Regions from separate parts of the Mus musculus genome. Here region 2 is linked to region 1. A link is a contact called in public HiChIP or PLAC-seq data. All regions are on one chromosome and are shown on one strand. Each heading gives the region's core, a stretch centred on a gene start, on an enhancer-like site or on the middle of the called end of the contact. The rest is flanking DNA. Distances are from core to core; before and after follow the strand shown.

Evidence for each region. HiChIP or PLAC-seq counts read pairs in DNA pulled down with a chosen protein or histone mark.
Region 2: a contact with region 1 is called in an H3K27ac HiChIP or PLAC-seq map of large pre-B cells, with 7 times the contacts expected there. The contact joins two enhancer-like sites. A contact is called at or near these places in 1 of 15 datasets of contacts at CTCF or cohesin (pro-B cells), 3 of 115 datasets of contacts at active chromatin or transcription factors (embryonic stem cells and large pre-B cells) and 1 of 9 other capture datasets (embryonic stem cells).

Annotation. Positions count from the first base shown.
Region 1 is chr1:14,142,707-14,145,530 of GRCm38.p6, forward strand. No RefSeq gene overlaps it. Among named protein-coding and RNA genes, the nearest start is that of Gm39596, 100 kb to the left of the region's middle. Within about 2 kb of position 1,410, at least 38 of the 459 cell types and tissues checked have an H3K27ac peak or open chromatin away from gene starts, as enhancers often do.
Region 2 is chr1:14,685,813-14,688,636 of GRCm38.p6, forward strand. No RefSeq gene overlaps it. Among named protein-coding and RNA genes, the nearest start is that of Msc, 69 kb to the right of the region's middle. Within about 2 kb of position 1,454, at least 6 of the 459 cell types and tissues checked have an H3K27ac peak or open chromatin away from gene starts, as enhancers often do.

The DNA of each region.
Region 1 (2,824 bases), core at 160-2,659:
CTACATCCTAGTCTGCAGGCAGAGAGAGAAGAGAGAAGAAAGGTGTGGGGAGAGGGAGAGAGAAAAGAAAAAGACAGAGACAAAGACAGAAACAGACATAGAAACAGAGACACAGACAGAGACAGACAGAGATAGGTACAGAGATAGACACTGGGTCAGGTTCCAGCTTTTGAATTCTCAAAGCCTACCCCCTAGTGACACACCTTCCTCTGACAAAGTCATATCTCCTAATCCTTCTCAAGTAGTGTCACTCACTCATGATTAAGCACTCAAATATATGGGCTTATGCTGCCATTCCTATTCAAATCCACACCTCATGCATTTTAGAGTTTCTATTCTTGTCCTAAAACATATGGTCAAAAGCAATTTGGAGAGGAAAGAAACTATTTCAGCTTATAATGCTCAGATCACACTCTATCACTGAGAGAAGTCAAGACAGGCATTCAAGGCCAGAACCTGGAGGCAGGAACTGAAGCAGAGACCGTGGAAAAGTGCTGCTTAGTGAATTGCTTCACACGGCTTCCTCAGCCTGTTTTCTTATACAAGAGGAGGGCTTAGCCCTCCCACATCAATTATTGATCAAGAAAATGGATGGTATAGTTATTACAGGCCAGTCTCATGGAGGCATTGTCTAAACTGAGGATCCATCTTCCCAGATAACTCTGACTTGTGTTAAATTGACAAAAAACAAGCAACCAAGGCAATGTAAGCCAGAAAAGCTAGGTATTCTTCAAGTAATAGGTGTAGATAAAGATGCTAATCACTCAGGCCCCAGATAGGCAAATAGATAACAAAGTAGCAGAGTAGTAGATGATATACTATTGGCCCCAAGAAAGCATGCCTGCCAGAAAAACAAACAAACAAACAAACAAACAAACAAAGGTCAGCTCACATTCTGGAGTTCAGCACTGGTTTGGAAGCCTGCTTCGTAAAGTGTTCAAATGTGAAATCTCCATAGAGGAATGCAGGACACATTTGGGGATGGAGTTGCATGACTCCGATTCTGCTCAGCCCTTCTTGTCTCTGTAAGCTGGGCAGTAGGCATGGCAATAGGTTTTTTTTTGTTTGGTAGATTCATGGCCCATATTGGGGTTGGGTTGTCCTTTCCTACTGCAAGGCAGGTTGTAGCTACTTGGTTCCAGGCTGGAATTCCCTTTCAAGGAATAGCTTGGTCCAATGTGTCTTTTTCCTGACAGCTTCTATTTTGGATGATTCTTTACCAAGAATGCAATCATGGATGTTAACAGTTTGGGGGGGGGGGGCTTTATGTTGGCCAGTATCTACAGTATGTTTAAAAGCCTGTTTTTGTTTAATTTCATTTCCTCTTTCCTGTTAAGCACATCATTGGGTTAGAAAAGAGGAACCTGGGGTTTTTGGATGTATGCATGGTTGGTCCTCAGTCCAGACTGAAGGGGGTTTGGGGGCGAGGTACTTGTGACTTCCGTGGTTCCCTTGGCTGAAGATCCCGAATCTCCACCGGACCTGCCTGAGGTGATTAGTGGAACATGGGAACCATAGTGATCCAACAGCAGCATGGAATTACATAAGCACTTTCCTTCCCTTCTAGAATGTGGGAGATACGTGAGAAGCAAAGAAGAATGTGTAACCCCACTACTCAGATTTTCCACAGGCCTCCAATTACCCTTTCATCTGTCCCAAATATAGAGGGTGATGTTAAAAGCGTATGTGAGAACCTGGCAGAGTTTTATATATAAATGTTGTCTCTGGTCTGGTTTCCAAAACCATTCTAGTAATTTGGAAAGTTTGCCAGTGAGCACTGATTGTTCTACAGGAATTTTCAGCTGAATTTTTAGACAGTGGCTTTCTGTGCTGGGCTTGGTGTTCTTTATTTAGAGAACACAGAATGTACTCAGCTTGTTCCTGTTGTGGCAATTGTATTTGACATTCCCATGACAAGCAAATCAATATGATCTTTACAGGACATCAAATGTTATCCTATGAGAGAAGCGTCATGAAAAGTAATGCATTGTCTTAAGTAATTCATACTTGGACACACTTGACCTTGTAAAACAAACCAGCTTACCTTTGCCAATAAAAGGCTAATCCAGAGTAACCTCATTTATTCATCCAAACAATATCTATTGACACCTATTATGAACAACAGGATTCCTATACAAATAATGTAGATTACAAAATAGACGATACTTTCCAGTGAACTTTGTCTAGTGAAACCTTGCAACTGAGAAACAGTGTTCATGTGAATAGCAAGGTATCATAACCACTAAGCTCGCTGGCATACACGGCTCTTCTCCTTCCCCTGGAAGAGTAACAGTGCCAGGGCTCTGGGATCCCTCTTGCTTTCCTTGTATTTAAAGCTGAGACTTGCCAGGTGTCATTGACAATGATAGCATAAACTAAGAGCCGAGACAAGCCTTAGAAGCAGGTTGTGCACGGGCCTGCATGACAACACATTTGAGGAAGGGCTTATTGATCTGTCCAGATGTGAGATGGGTAGCCCTTTCCAAATCTTGGCTCCAGATTTATTTCCAGTTAGTGGACTTTGCACAGTGGCATACATACATTATAGAGACACTTACTGCTGGTCAACAGTGAGAGACACACAACCAAGCTCACTGTCTCCTACCCCCTGCCTCATCAGTCTCTTTCGTGACTCCCTTCCTTCCATAAACCCTCCGTCTAATACACCCAGTCCCCGGAATCTCTGAAACTTTTCCTTAGGTGGATGAGAATCACGAACAAAGTAAAGGAGCACTGGAGGCCACATCTTCTCCATCTGCCATTCACCAAAGCTCAGAATGTAGTGGGCTGAAGTGAAAGCTCTCAATCCCAAGCCAAGAAAAGT
Region 2 (2,824 bases), core at 204-2,703, 540 kb after region 1:
TTTTGGACACACAAAGAAACAGAAGTCAGATGGAAAGCTGAGAGAACACAATGAGAGGGAAAGACCAAGGAGGGAAAGGCTGTGGGAGGCTTAGATTACCAAGAAGGCCTGTGGATTCCATCTTCTTCCCGGTGGTGGTGAGATTTTAGACATGTAAAAGATTGCATGTAGCTTTATCCTTCCTATAGTAATTTCAAAATAGCATATCATTTTCTCCTGCTACTTGTATATGGAGATGATGTGTATATATGTATGCACATGAACATGTATATGTGTATGTAGATGTCTTCATCAATCACTCTCTACCTCTCTACCCTACTTCTGGCTCAAATAGCTGAGCATCAAGCCTCAGGGATTCTCCTGGGCCCATCTCCTCAGGGCTTGGATTATAGGCTTGGGCAGCCATATAGAGCTTTTTAATGTGGCTGCTTGGGATCTACACTCAAGCCCCGATACTTCTGCAACAAGCATCTCTGAGCCATCTCCCAGCCTAATCTCCTGACACTTTTGAGGCCCCTGTCTTTGGCTTACTTGCCTAGTTTCAACAGGTTATCCATTGCAGTGTCAATCTAGTGCCCCCATGTGGGCTCAGGGAGGAATGGGGGCTCTTTAAATAGTTAAGATACAAAACCCGAGATCTGTGCTGCTCTGAAAAAGGTATATATATATATATATATATATATATATATATATATATATATATATATATATGAAGGGGCCATTTTATCTGTCCCCCATTTTTTCTCCCTGGAGGAACCAAAGGTCAGTCAATTGTCAAGGTTAATGTAAAAGCAGAAATATTAACGGGTGGAAGTAATATTTGAATAAGTTCTACATCCAGAGGCGTTCCAGTCCATTTATGTCTTTCATTCATGCATGAGTTGTTCCTGTGCAAATTCTAGTTTCATAACAGGTGGGGGTGAAGGAGGTCTAAGACTGTTCTGTTTATTCCTAAGCTCTTACTTAACAAACATCATTCTTAAATCCATTGCCAGGCTATTGACCACTGACAATGATGCTATATAAATTAATTTGCAATAGTGTTTTCAATGGGAAGCCTGGGGACATAGAGGTTAAACACTAACAAGTTCAAAGCCATTTATATGAAAAGTCCTAAGAATTGATCAAATTTGACATATGTCCTACAATGTTTGCCAATTAAATGAAAACCCTGTAGAGACACACATAGAATAGTGAAAATGCTCCTGCTGTAAGGAACACTGCAGCAAATCTCATGATTTCCATTAATTCTAATTGGACTTAGATTCCAAAAGCCCTGGCCTCCAGATTGGGTATTCATTTCACAGCTGGCATTTGTTTTTAACTCAGTTACTATTCTAAAATGATCACACAGGAAGTATTTCAAGATTCTGCTCAGTTCAGGATGCTAGCCTTGATAGGCTGCTCTTCTCCTCATTGCCAAGCAAAGTCCCTTCTCCATGCTTCTTAGAGCCATATGGCAAGGCAAAAATGTAATCAGGTAATTGTAGCTTGTCCCTCTAAGCCATCCCGAGAGTGGAAAAGTGCTGAGGCAAAGCAAAGTGTGAATTTCCACACTCCAAGGCAGTCAATAAAGCAATAAATTACTTCATGTTTTCCATCCTTAAATGGATACAAAATGGCTTCACCTTTGACTCTCAACACTGCTGCCCACTCTGTCAGCATTATTCCCACAGGCTAAACACTTCCAGATCTGAAATTGATTTAATGAAACAAAAGTGAGCAGGCAGGATGTGTCCAACTTTTCAACGCATAAGATGACCGGAGAGGCCAATACCCTAAAAACCAGAATTTAGAGTACTTTTAAAGCTACCTTGGTACTTCCATCTTGAAATTATATGTGGAAGATGAGTAGTTTCACCAACAGACATTGTGCTGATGACTTAGAAAAGGAAGCATGGATGAATCAGAGGCCAGAGTGTGACACTGATCTGACAAAGACCATTTTGAAAGCAGAAGGACTTGTTTACATTCAAGGTTTCCGGCACTCAGGTTGGTCCCATTGCAAAGGCTTTTAGATGGGACCAATCTTGGTATCATGACAAGGACAGTAACATAGTACAAAGTACAAAGCTGATCACCTCATGATGTCTGATCAAGAGAAAGAAGGATAAAGGAGAAGTTGTTGGGGCCGGCCTGTAGCTCTCATGTCTGGGTTCGAGCCTGGGAGGCATCTTGGAACTGAAAGAAAAGAGGGAGCCTAGGCGGGTTGAGAAATAATGGAACCAAGACAACTAGTCTGCTCAAGGTTCAAATTTTTAATGGCAGACACGCTTTATAAAAGAGGGGGGAAAGTCCATTCCTGCCAATTCATCCTTGGAGCCTGGAACCAGCTGCAGGTGATGACATGCAGGATTGGGTGTAGTCTCCGGAATAGCTCCAGGGCCTCTCAGCAGGTAGCAGTATTTTGAAGAGGACCAGCTACATTGGCTCAACAATAGAGTGATCTAGGGAGGAAGGCTCCACCCTAGATAATCTCCTTAGTGGCAGCAAGGTCAAGTTCTAGCTCAGCCTGCTTCAGGCTTGTGGAAGGCTACAAGAAGTGAAGGGAGATGAGGGGAAAAGACACCCTCCAAAATCACACAGCCAGCAACCACTTCCTCCACTCAGGCTCTTCCTTCCACAGCCCCCACCACCTCCAAAGTTCTACTCACTTGTGGATTTATTCATAGATGAATCCATTGATTACATCACGGCCCTCGTGACTCATTTTCCCAAAGTCACACTTCTGAGCACCAAGATTTCAGCATGAGAGTCTTTTTAGAGAAGTTTATGTCAAAATTCTAACAATGGCTTCTATCTCAAACGTTCTTTTGTGTTGAGT